Regions from separate parts of the Sus scrofa genome. Here regions 1 and 2 are each linked to region 3. A link is a contact called in public Hi-C data. All regions are on one chromosome and are shown on one strand. The core of a region is the stretch at or near the end of the contact, and the rest is flanking DNA. Distances in the headings are between cores, read along the strand shown.

What was found. Hi-C and Micro-C count contacts between places; a contact is called where the count stands out from the background.
Region 1: a contact with region 3 is called in a Hi-C map of liver, with 2.0 times the contacts expected there. The contact joins two enhancer-like sites. A contact is called at or near these places in 1 of 5 promoter capture datasets (liver), 12 of 47 Hi-C or Micro-C datasets (brain, embryonic fibroblasts, epiblast stem cells and 8 more) and 1 of 2 datasets of contacts at active chromatin or transcription factors (alveolar macrophages).
Region 2: a Hi-C map of liver shows a contact between it and region 3, with 4 times the contacts expected there. The contact joins two enhancer-like sites. A contact is called at or near these places in 2 of 47 Hi-C or Micro-C datasets (brain and liver).

The regions. Positions count from the first base shown.
Region 1 is chr15:100,896,547-100,900,815 of Sscrofa11.1, reverse strand. It overlaps ANKRD44 (serine/threonine-protein phosphatase 6 regulatory ankyrin repeat subunit B), which reads left to right. Exons shown (of 28, transcript XM_021076238.1): 18 at 2,138-2,339. Among named protein-coding and RNA genes, the nearest start is that of PGAP1, 78 kb to the right of the region's middle. Within about 2 kb of position 1,450, at least 7 of the 83 cell types and tissues checked have an H3K27ac peak or open chromatin away from gene starts, as enhancers often do. A contact at or near this core is called in liver, where this site is marked.
Region 2 is chr15:100,913,646-100,917,976 of Sscrofa11.1, reverse strand. The region is part of intron 16 of ANKRD44 (serine/threonine-protein phosphatase 6 regulatory ankyrin repeat subunit B); the gene reads left to right. Among named protein-coding and RNA genes, the nearest start is that of PGAP1, 95 kb to the right of the region's middle. Within about 2 kb of position 1,711, at least 19 of the 83 cell types and tissues checked have an H3K27ac peak or open chromatin away from gene starts, as enhancers often do. A contact at or near this core is called in liver, where this site is marked.
Region 3 is chr15:101,091,168-101,095,518 of Sscrofa11.1, reverse strand. All of the region lies in intron 1 of ANKRD44 (serine/threonine-protein phosphatase 6 regulatory ankyrin repeat subunit B), which reads left to right. Among named protein-coding and RNA genes, the nearest start is that of ANKRD44, 120 kb to the left of the region's middle. Within about 2 kb of position 2,643, at least 18 of the 83 cell types and tissues checked have an H3K27ac peak or open chromatin away from gene starts, as enhancers often do. A contact at or near this core is called in liver, where this site is marked.

The DNA of each region.
Region 1 (4,269 bases), core at 201-2,700, 190 kb after region 3:
AAGTTTTAGAAACAATTCCTGTCAGTAGCCTTAAATCTCATGGGTGCTTTTAATCTAGTTTTTGTTGTTGTGGTAGTTTACATGTACTTGGGAAAAACACTCAAATGATTTTTTAAAAGAGAAGGTGAAATAAGTCCATGCAATTATTCCTTTGTATCTGTCCAAAATTTTCTGCAAATATAGATATACACATAGAGATGTGTATATCTGGATGTATTTGCTTTTTATGAAATTGTTATATGTGTATTTGCCACTTAGTTTTTTTTTAAATTTTTGATAGATTTTGTCAGATCACCCTCCACAAATGTCACACCAATCTATACTCCCACCAAGAGAACATAGATTGCTTTTATTCCACCATGTCTTAACAAATACTAGACATGCCCAAACTTAATCATTGCCATTTGGTCGTTAAAAAATAGTACCCTAAAAAGTTACCTAATGTTTTTATATGTTTATTGACCTTTTCTATTTCTTTTTCTGTGAGCTGTCTTTTCAGTGTTTTTTTACACGTTTTCCTAGTTTTTAAAATGGTTTGTATAAACTCTCTGTGTATGAAGGAAATGAGTCTCTTGTCTGTGCTAAGCCTTTTTTCACATAAATCGTGCCTTGAGGAATTGCTGCAGCAGAAAAACAGAAAGCAAAGGAGACATGAGAGGCTGCTTGTGCTTGTGGCTGCTGAAGGCTCTGGGACAGGCTTTTCCTTTGTCTCCCTCTGTACTTCGTTCCACCAACACCCATCCTAATCCCTTCTCTCTCTTTTATTTCAATGTCCTTTGCCCTGTGTGTGCATGAACATTTTTTTACCTTATAGCCTTAATAAAAATCATCTTTCAGACTTTTTAGTTTTATGGCTTAGTAGCATGAAGCCTCCTTATTTTATTTATTTTTTTTATTTTTATTTTTTTGTCTTTTTGCCATTTCTTGGGCCGCTCCTGTGGCATATGGAGGTTCCCAGGCTAGGGGTCAAATCAGAGCTGTAGCTGCCAGCCTACGCCAGAGCCACAGCAACGCGGGATCTGAGCCGCATCTGTGACCTACACCACAGCTCACGGCAATGCCAGATCAGCAACACTGGATGGTTAACCCATTGAGCAAGACCAGGGATCGAACCCGCAACCTCATGGTTCCTAGTCGGATTCGTTAACCACTGCGCCACGACGGGAACTCCAATTTTAAACAGCATAGAATCTCACGATACGTTTGAACATGGCACTGATATTTGGAATAGTCTTCCCATAATCGTTCGTACATTTTCGTTATAATCAATGGAAGAAACAAAGCAGAGAGAGGAAGCATCAGCTATATATTTGATACTGTGCAAAACCATGCAGTTTTATCTCTTCTCATCTTCCTGGGAAGGCAGCTTTTATTGCTCTCATTTTGTAGATGAGGAAACAAATGCTAAGTGAAATTAAGAAACTTACCCCGATCACATGGTTGAAATTAAAATGTTGACTGTAACAGAAGGTCAGTATGCTTCTGCTGAGTTACAAAGTCCACAGTGCTTTTAGCGATTTTTTTTTTCCCCTCAAGGTTTAACAGAAAACTCTCCGGAAAAAAAATATTCTGATTGTGTCAGTATTTAGGTCTGAACTGGTAGATAAAAGAATTAATTCACTTAGCTGTTCGTCTGTATTAGATTGGTAGCTATAAATACAAGAATGTATTAATACGTTTAGTAACTTTAGAGCAAACTGTTTGACAAAAGCGAAAGAACCTAAAGAAATTCATATGTAACAGGACTGTGCATTAAAATTTTCCTAACTCTGGTTTCACCTATGCTTCAATAATTATCCCAAGCCTCTCTCTGATGTGCTCCTTGAAATTTTTTTTTCCTTTTTATGGCTGCACCTGTGGTGTATGGAAGTTCCTGGGCTAGGAGTCAAATAGGAGCTGCAGCTGTTGGCCTACACCACAGCCTCAGCAATGCCAGATCCAAGCTGCAGCTTGTGGCAATGGCAGATCCTCAACCCACTGAGTGAGGCCAAGGATCAAACCCGCATCCTTATGGACACTATGTCGAGTTATTCACCTGCTGAGCCACAACGGGAACTCCTGATGTGCTCTTTGGAGTGGTCTGTCTGTGACCTGGGAGACTGAGCATGCATTTGAGTTGTTGGTTTCTTCTTTGCAGGCCTACAATGGGCACCACCAGGCCTTGGAAGTCCTTCTGCAGTCGCTGGTGGACCTGGACATCAGGGATGAGAAAGGCCGCACGGCTCTGGACCTGGCTGCCTTTAAGGGACACACAGAATGTGTGGAAGCACTTATCAATCAGGGTGCATCCATCTTTGTGAAAGACAATGTAACCAAAAGAACCCCACTTCATGCCTCAGGTAGGTCTTGTCAGGAGTCTGATTACCCTAGTTTTGAAACACACTTATGCATTTGAGTAAAAGGATGGCAGCATCTTCTTTCATCCCAGGTTTTAAAATATCTGTTTTCTTTCTATGTCAGACATGCCTGCACTCTTCCAAAACGCTTTTGGCTTACTCTCCACTTGGGGATGATTAATGTTCTATGTCCAGGGATGCTCTGGCCTTCTTCTTTAGAGACTGTATTTTTAGAGCAGTTTTAGGTTCACATGAAAATGGAGAAGAAAGTACAAGCATTTTCCACATAGTCCCCATCTCCCGCACATGCATAGCCTCCCCCATTATCAACACCCCTCACCAGAGTGGTGCATTTATTACAATGGATGAACCTGCACTGACACATCATAATCATCCGAGCCCATGGTTTACATTAGGGTCCACTCTTGGTGTCATACATTATACAGATGTATAATGACATGTATCCATCATTCTGCCCTAAAAATCCCCTATGCTGCATCTGACTTTCATCTTCAAAAGTGAGTTCAGAATCTTTGGCCAACGACAGTCACAAAACTTTCTGAAAGGGGGGGGCAAAGGTGTATTGTGATCTTTAGATAAGGTACCTAGAACAAAAATCACACAGCATTTTGAAGAATAAAGCTAGTGGTATTTCAGAGCTGCTTCATAAGAGGAGTCATCAGACAGCAGTCTACTCCGTTTGTCCTTCTGCCAGCCTAAATGAGACTTCTTCCCTTTTGCTCTGATTCTTGATGCATCAGGTGTACAAATAGAGACTCTTAAAGAATGCATGTATTGATAAAAAAGTAATTTGCTTTCTCTGGGATTTTTCTTCCATAAACATAAATTAGAACTGTGTTCAGACACTTCTAGACATAAACACAGATGTAAAGGTAATGGGGAAACTTTTATGATTCTTGAAAAAAATTTTGAAAATCTTGTATTTGAGAAAATGTTAAATCTTATAGAAGTATTGCCATCCAGATCCCTGAATTTCCAAACCACTAAAGAAAAAAAAAATGGAGACTGAAAAAGTGTTGCCTAATTATCTGGAAATGATTGTTGTCAGAGAAAACTTTAGCCATGAGGTCAGCAATGGTTGGTATGGTTAAATGATAAATTCTTATTTCCCAACACATTTAGTCTTTTTGGTATTTTTGTTATTTATAAGTATTATTGTAAAGTTTAGTGTTCTAGGCATTCTTGGTATTATCAGAAAGCTTACATTTAGTTCTTCTATTTATTTATTTATTTTTATTTTATTTTTTAGGGCTGCACTCATGGCATGTGTAAGTTCCCAGGCTAGGGGTCCAATTGGAGCTGCAGCTCCCAGCCTACACCACAGCCACAGCAACGCAAGATTTGAGCCGCATCTTCCACCTACACCACAGCTCATGGCAACTGAGTGGGGTCAGGGATCGAACCCGTGTCCTCATGGATACTAGTCAGGTTTGTTACCACTAAGCCACAAAGGGAAATCCTAGCTCCTTTTTAAATATCAGTTGCCCATTTTTAAGGCAAGCATCCTGCTTTAGTTTACCATGTACTTCCTGATAATTACAAAGGGGCTTTTTTGATTGTGGAAAATCACCCTCCTGGACAGATAAACAATGAAGAATAATCACTGTCCCTCATTTGCTGCTGTCATATGGGTTGTGGTCCATTGGAGCCCCCTAGTGGTCAAGAAGACTCACTCCTTTTGGATTTCCCTTGTCATTCATTAAAAAGATGCAGGTTTGTCATTTGACTCTCTTCACCACAAAATGTCTGCTGTGCAGAAGCGTTTAGCCTGTGCTTTGAGAATCTGCTTTTCCAGAATCTTTTCCAACTCATTTGAGAGGCCAGTTTTTTTTTTGTTTCAAATCCCAAGAGTGCCATGAGGAGCAGGAGCCAGGATGGATTTTAAAGGTTTTGGCATGCATATTTGTAATGA
Region 2 (4,331 bases), core at 462-2,961, 180 kb after region 3:
CCTCTTAACAGCAAACTGACATTGTGGTTTAGAAAGACACACTTAGCCTAGAGCATTTTTCAGTTACAAGACCATGATCTATGAAAGGTCGAGTTTGTTTCTGCATTTGCTGGCTGGGTTGATTTCCTAGATGTGGCAATGAATATGGGATTCAAATTGCTTTTTAAAGGGAAAACCCATCCAAAATATAAAATATCAGTAATGTTTTTGATAGTTTTGCAGTGTCAAAGCAGGCAAGCAAATGTGTTATCACCCTGTAATTATTTCCATTAATGCTTTCTCATTCACTTATCAGATTTAAATTAAATTCAGTGAACATTTATTGAATGCCTACTCCCTGGTACAAGTAGTCCCTGCCCCTAAGGAATTTTCAATTTAATAGCCATTAAGGAATATACTTCATCAACAGTAAGACTGGCCAGAATGGTATTATTGCTTTAGTAAAGATATACTAGTCATGGTCATGAAAACATTGCCCCCCCCCCCAAATTTTGACTGGATATGATGCAGAATATAGCCAAAGGGTCCTTGGAAATCATTTGATTCAATCACCTCCCTTTTAAATACAAATCTATCTTATTCTTTACTAAGCTATATTTGTTATAGAAAGTTTAGAATATGTAGAAAAGTGGAAAGAAGAGATCAAATACCTAAAGTCCTTCCACCATAAAGCAGCTATTATTAACCCTTCTGGTATGTTTTCTTCCAGTCATCTTCTCAAATATTTTGTTTTACATATATATGAAGTAATATTAAATCTGTGATTTTTGTGCATTGGTATTTTTCCATAAAATGTTATGATATAATCTTTTCCCAATGCTATTAAAGCACTTTCTAGCATTGCTTATGCTAGATAATGTTCAATTATTGGATCAGACATAACTGACATTCTTCTGCTGTTTAGATTATTTACACAGTTTCACTATTGAATGGCTCTGGGCTTAACACTTTCTCACGATAGTCTGAAGTAGGTTTAGGGTCAAAGAATATGAACATTTTTAAGACTCTTGTAAGATAGTTTTGGAGCACCAGGCACTTTATATCTTCCATTTGACTTTTTCACAGCCGGTTTCATTAGCCTTCCTTACACATACTACAGGCTCTTCTGCCTTTTAATTGGCAAGGAAATCACCAGGAACTGAATACACACTGGAGGGAGGAGATAAGCACAGTAATCAAAATTGGCTCCCAAGAAGAAATGGAAACTTAATCTAGCTAAGCTTCTAGTAGCACCGTCCTTAATTTGTGTTATCTCCTTTTGAAGTTGCATAGACCTTGACTTCCACAAGTGTAGAAAGTTAATGGCTCCTTACTTATGCAACTGAGTAGAGGAGGCAGAAATTAGATTAGATTCATACATTTCTAGAAACCACTGAATTTCCGGCAATTGTTGTTAATAACAATTTCAAGCAACACGCTTTTTCTAATAGCTGTGAAGGGATGTGAGCAGAATCATGAGAAACAGGTTGGCACTGCTGTTACTGATGTGCCATCATGAGGAAGCTAGTTTATTCTGGTTTAGACCCAGAGGCCTGGGGTCCACTGAGGTCCAGTATGGCCTGGAATAGCATATTCATTCTGAGACTCAAAGATCTGTGGGATCCCCCAAGCTTTCTCCTGGGACCCTCTGAATGGAGTGACACAGGCTGGGTGGTCTGAAACTTCTGCAGGACCAGCCCCCTCTTCTGGCCTGAGCCAGAGCCAGGTCACAGCACAGTTGACTCAGGAATGGCCTTGAGGTTGCCCAAATTGCATTTCATTCTCAAACACAGACAAGTGGAATGTGCACTAGAATTTCTGACAGAGGTGCCAACTTTCCAGGGCCTTGGCCTACTTCCAGCCCTTTACAGACTTGAAGACTCATAAATGCCCTCTCAGTCCTTGCTGCGAAAAGAGAAATAAATCCATTTTTAAAACTTTCCTCAGAGAACCTCCTTGACCTGATCCCCATGGATATTTTCTGATTGGTTCCCCAGCTCCTCCTCGCCTTCCTCATTTGTGGGAACTAGTCGGAGTCTAACCAGAACCAACAAGGGTGAGGGTTATCTCACAGACCCACTGGCTACACATTTCTGTGTTTACAGTCTGAGCCATACTTGCTTTCTGCTCTCTTAAATAGCCCTTTTAGAAATGGGTTTAGTTCAGCTTGAGGTCTCTTGAGATCCCTGAATTTTTTCCTGCCATGTTTTCAAATAGCCAGCCATAAGCTCTACTGCTTATAAAGCTTGGGTTTCCAGCTCAAGTATAATATTTATGTGTTTCCTCACAATTTTGGATAAGATTGCTGTTTTCTTAACCCAGCGGCCAGTTGGCTTACCATCAAGTTCTTATTTCTTCCTGATTTTGTTATCACAGATTCACTTTGTAGAGAAAGAGGGATCCTATTACCTCTGCTGCTTTTAAATCCAAGTGGTTGAGGTATTCTTTGTGTGAGCCCTCCAGTCCTATGGAAATGCCTTCCTAATTCAGAAAATGTCCCATGAATTGTTATAATCCTAAATACAAATGTTTTATCACCCCCCCCCCAAAATATAGAGCATCCCAGCCACCGCACACTTCAACAGGAGGATTCATATTCCACAAATAAGGTGGTTGAGGAGTTCCTGTCGTGGCACAGTGGTTAATGAATCCGACTAGGAACCATGAGGTTGCGGGCTCGGTCCCTGCCCTTGCTCAGTGGGTTAAGGATCTGGCGTTGCCGTGAGCTGTGGTGAAGGTTGCAGATGCGGCTCAGATCCCACGTTGCTGTGGCTGTGGTGTAGGCTGGCGGCTACAGCTCTGATTCGACCCCTAGCCTGGGAACCTCCATATGCTGCGGGAGCAGCCCAAGAAATAGCAAAAAGACCAAAAAAATTAAAATAAATAAATAAGGTGGTTGAAAAGCCTGCTTGCTCCCGTGCTAGCTTCTTTCTCTCAATTCCTACTTCAGATGCCCATCTTTACTTGTGGGGGGTTGGGAGTAGCTTGAATCTCAAGCCTTCTGTTTTATTTTTTTCACCAAGAGGGTCTTGACAAATATAAGGTGGTTGGAAGAGGCTGTGGGAGAAGAAGTGGGGTCAAGCAATGAGAGACTCTCCATACAAGCTTCATAAGAGAAAAGAAGCAATTCTGGGATTTTGGAGTAACAAGGAATAAGATTAAGTAGTCCAGCTAAAGACTTTATTAAAGCACCCATTTTAATAAATTGTTGAGGCAGAAGAACAGGTCGATCCTTGGAATATGAGTGCAGATTTTTTTTATTGCACCAGTAGAAACCAATGGTGACATATTAGATGTGTACATTGGATTTATGAGAGTAATTCAGTGTGAAAACTAGTATGTGAATGCATGGATTGTGTAAATGTTGATGATAAGCCAGAAGAAATATTAAGTGGAAGCAGCCTTAAAAGAAGGTTATAACTAGTTTGCTTTGTATTATACATATAAAATTACATTCTTTGATTTATAGCTGCAAGCTGTATGTGCAGAACTCATTGCTTTTTATGATGCTGCTTTTTTTGCATGTATTCTTAGCTGTAACCGTGTTTCAAAAGAGCCATTCCATTTTAGATTTTGACAAGGTAGGTTGAGAGTGATCTCTGTAGAGCAGTGTTATTTTCCAGTAATATTGCAGACCACAGGCTGAAGTATGAGTTTGTATAATGAGTCATGGTATGAACGCTCTGTCTCTCCGGCCCCCATGTTAGTTCCTGGAGACAAGTTTATACAGAGCAGAGTCTGAGCAGTGCTGCATATCTGCTTCATCCCTTGGATTTGATATGGTTTAGAACCAATTTTAAATATGAAGGAAAAGTTAAGACTAAACATAAACATCAGTTTTTAATGACTTGCAAATTGCTTTTTCCCCCCATTTTTTCACATTGCCTTCTAAACTCGCAAAGGAGCAGCACTAAAGGAAGAGGCATGCTTATCAGAGCTAGATTCCAATTAACATCCCTTCTGATTGCTGTGTAACCAAGATGAGTACTTACCACTTCTTAGGAAACAGAGGAAAATCCCAGAGATCAAAGGGAATTGTTGAAGTTAGGGACATAAAAAGAGCCATGTACTTTAAAAAACAAAAGACATGCACACAAGAAAACTCTTTTTCGTTTCCTACTCTTGTCCCTGCTGCTTTTTTTTTTTTTTTTTTTTTTTTGGAACTATTAGGGGAACATTTCAGCTTATCAGATGATAGGAAGGCACTGTCATGTGGGGTTAATAGCCTGGGTTTTGCGTTAAACCTGGGTTCAGTTCCCTGATCTGTATTTTCCAGGCTGTGTGAATTTGCGTACGTTACTTATTGGATTACTTGAGGGTAGATTAAGGTGATCCATGGGAGGCCCTTTGTA
Region 3 (4,351 bases), core at 1,394-3,893:
ACTCCCCTGCTCAAAAACCATGCATGGCTCCCCAGCCCTATGGAAGGGATGCCCAAATCTCTAAGCCTGGCATTCAAAGCCTTTTAGAATAGGATCCCTGTCTACCTCCCGGCCTACCTTCCTTCTCTCGTGCTCCAGCCAAATGAAACTGCTCCCTGTACGCGTTTAGTCTTCTGCTCGGGTTCTTCTGAGGTAGAAGCACACCCTTCCCAACTCACTCACCTCTGTCTGTTTAAATCCTTCTTTCAGGAAGCCAGATGCAGCCTCTCTCCTGTCATTGTGTGCATCTCCCATGGTGTTTACCTTCTACTCATGTCGTGTGTGTTCACATACTTCCTCTTACACTTTGGTAACTTATCAAGGGAGAGACTGACTATAACATCTTAGTGCTGAATTTCTTACCTTTAGTAAATTTCTTACACTTAATCAATCTTTACTGATTTGAATGTAATTGTTATCTGAAATATACCAGATTAATTTTTTTTAACTTAAAAAAATTTTTTTAGGGCCGCACCCACGGTTTATGGAGGTTCCCAGGCTAGGGGTCGAATTGGAGCTCCAGCTGCCAGCCTACACCACAGCTACAGATCCAAGCCGGGTCTGTGATCTCCACCACAGCTCATGGCAATGCTGGATTCTTAACCCACTAAGCGAGGCCAGGGATTGAACCCACCACCTCATGGTTCCTAGTCGGATTCCTTTCCACTGCGCCACAGCAGGATCTCCCTACCATATTAATTAAAAAAACCAAAAAACAAAAAACAAAACATGTTGTGTTGGCCCAGTGCTTTGCAGAGAAATAAAGGAAATATGAACTGGGTTGGTGTTCCCGTAAGGAAATACGATGCCACTGTCCTTGTGTGCAGAAGTTCCCATTTTATATAATCAAATGTTTTTCAGTCTCCTGGACTCCTTTTCCTTATCATTTCCCTTTGCTATCTGTCACTGAATGCCCTTGTCATGACATTGGATGGGGAAATTGGACAGATGCTTCCTGGAAGACTACACTGAGAGGATCCCTCGTAGATTCGCCTTCCTTGTGTCTTTCCTGGTTTTGTGGGCAGCAGGGGACCCTCCAGGCATCTCAGGCAGAGAGTAGTGGATGTCCTGGTCAACCCAGTGCCTTGGGTGTGAAAGTGGTTTGACCAGAGAGGGCCAGGAAGGTGTCTCCCTAATCCTCCATCTGGTTCCCAGGGGAGAGATGGTGAGAGTTTAACTGCTGCCTCCCTTTCTAAGGAATGAATATGGAATTCAAAGAAAAAGAACTACAGTCAGAAGAGGAGGTTTAAAGGGAAATTCTCATGGGCTTTGGAAAGACTTGACTGGGCAAAAGGTGGCTTTTGAGAGAATCCAGGTTCTAACAGACCCAATTTGGAGTTTGCCTGAATCATGAGTGACTTCATGTGACTGAGTTAATTCATCTATCTCGTATGTGGTCATTCCACCCCCCTCAGATATAACAGGAAATTGCCACCTTCCCAGTGAATGCCCTGTATTCCTACACATTGATTTTGTTTTTAAAGGACACCTGGATTGCTCTATTTGCCTTCCAATTCCATATATTCTCAAAAGGTATTATTACTCTAGATCACAAGAGAATATTACTATAATTAACTTTCTGTCATTTTTTAAAGGAACACTATGTTAGCGTTGTCCTTATTATGATAAGGGATGCAATACCAGATATTAATAAAAAGTCATGTTTGTACATTGCATCCTAAAACAGAGAACTGCTTTCTGCATCCGCACAGAGAAATTACACTGAATACACTTATTACCTTAAAATTCATCTTCTGGCCATATGCATTTTTTTTCCCCACAAAAATCACTAAAGTGGCTTATATTGATTAACATTGTTAAATTACCATTAATATTTGATACCACATGAATTCAGTGTGCTCTAACATACAATTATACTGAGAATGTAAGCAAAGCTAAGCTAGGAAATAAAACTTCTATAAAAATTTCTCAAAATAGGAAGCCACTGTAGAAGTATATTGTTGTTCCTTTTGTTTCACTAAAATTATACTGATGTAAATATGCAGCAAAAACTAACCTCTTGGATCCATTTTGCTCTTGCTTAAATTAACTTTCTCTAAATGTTAACTCCTGAACACTGCTTAATTGACTTAGCTAAAGTTTAGATTTGATCTCAAGCCATTTGAAACTAGACAGAGTGAAAAAAGATGTGGGTAGTTGGCAGCGGAGTCCAATAAAAATATGGCATTTGGCAGAGTATGTCTGCGTTGTTTTGCTTTGCTTTTTTTCTCTTTATGGTTGTGGCCTATTTTTGAAATGCTATGATTTAAATTCAGTGCTCAAGTGACAAGTCTGACAAAACAGAACTTATTTCCATGGAGGTTCTGTTGGGGAAAAGATGGAAGTGTTCCAGGAGCTAAAGGAAGTAACCTTAGTTTCACCTGGAAACAGTAGTGTCTCGGGGGCAGGAGATTTGGGCTATATATAAAGAGTAAAGGAAAGGAGCCAAGAGGCTGAGCCAAATTTGCATCCAGGAATAGAGCAACATCAAAGAATTAAAAGCAGTTATCTGTTGTTTCCACAGTATCTCTGTACACTGCAGTTGGGGAGCCGGAGGTAAATGAAGATCAGAAAGTTCTCTCCTGGGATGCCTTGGGTTGCAGCAATGGTCTTCTAACTGAGCTCCCTAGCTCCATTCTCTCCTCCCCCAAAGCTCAGCCCACGCTGTGGCCAGATGAAATGTTTGCAAAAACTCTGTGTCGTTTTCTTGCTCAAGACCTCCAGTTCCTGTTTGCTCTGAAGATTGAGTTAAAACTCCTTCTGCTGGCGTGGTGCTTCCCCCAGCCCATTTCTTTTTTTTCCTCCTCCCCCTAATCTCATCATCTCCTAGTCTCCACCATGAAAAATGCACTCCACACTCTCATTCAAAATCCACTTTGCAGCCTACCTTCTCTCTGATAGCTCAATCTAGACAGAGCTGCCCTCCGCCTGACCTCCAGGTTGAAAGATTGTAGCTTTTTGTTTTCCAACTTGTGGCAAGATTGTTTATTTTGTTAGTTATTTTGTTGGGGGTAACTATGTCTAGAAACAGATACACATAGATAGTCACTCTCTGTGCACATACATGTATGTATATGTATACACAGACACACAGAAGAGATATGGAGACATTTTCCCTTATGAGTGTAAACAGCATATCTCTATACAGAAAATACACTGAAACGGAGGCTGTACAGCAGAAATTGGTACACTGTTGTAAATGAACTATATTTTCATCATAAAAAAAGATACTGAAGCTGAATTCCTCGTCAGGAATTATTTGTTTATTCTGTATTGTATTGTATTGTAGTCACATGACAGGTGAGAGAAAGAAAGTACTGAGCCGGGAGAATCAAGAAAATTAAATTCTGGCCTCAACTTTGCCCTAACAGGCACATCATTTGACCCCCCTCACAGCTCCAGAGAGGGAATTAATCTCCTGGATGACCATCAGGAGATCATAAAGAAAAAGTATAATGGTATATGTTTGTAATAATCTTTCATAGTAAAATTATGATTTCACTCCCCATCCAGTGGACATAAATATGAGGCAGAGTTGGATTAGTCAAGAGAGATGATGTATTAGTCAGGAGAGTTGCTGTTATTTGACTTTATAGATTAGACCCCTGAGTACAGAGAGATTGTGCAACATTTTTGAGGTTGCCTGGTGTAACAAAGGCCAAGTCAGGCTCTGTGTGATTTTCAGTCCCCTGCCTGTGTGTAACTGCTTCTTTTCCCAGTGTGATGGACCCCTCTGCTTTACTGGTGGTGTTGAGTGGGTTATAATCCTAACTTATTTGTTCTATACATTTTAAGGACAGCTCCCCGCATCCCCAATTTTTCCTACTGTAGCATGGTTGGACATAAAAGCTCTTGCCTTGAAAAAAAAAAAATCTTTTTTTTTTTTTTTTGGCTGCACCCATGGCACATGGAACTTCTCAGGCCAGGAATCAAACCACAGCAGCGACCCAAGCCACCACAGTGACAATGCCAGATCCTTACCCTGCTGCACCACGAGGGAACTCTTACAGTTTTTGAACTTGTTACCTCAAAATCAACACTAATTATTTTTATTGAGTACATACGAGGCATCTGGCCCCACATAGGAGGTGCTGTAAGTATTATGTCATTTTGGAAACATGTTTTATAAAATGGCTATGGTAACCTTATATTATAGATGAGGAAACCATGGCTAAGATTTAATCCTAAATCAGTTTTACCATACATGAATCTCCCTATTGTGGCAGAAAAAAAAAAAGATCTCAAGGTCTGTTAAAAGCAACATTGCCTCCAGATTTCAATCTAACTGATACTGTTGTTTCATCATTTCCTT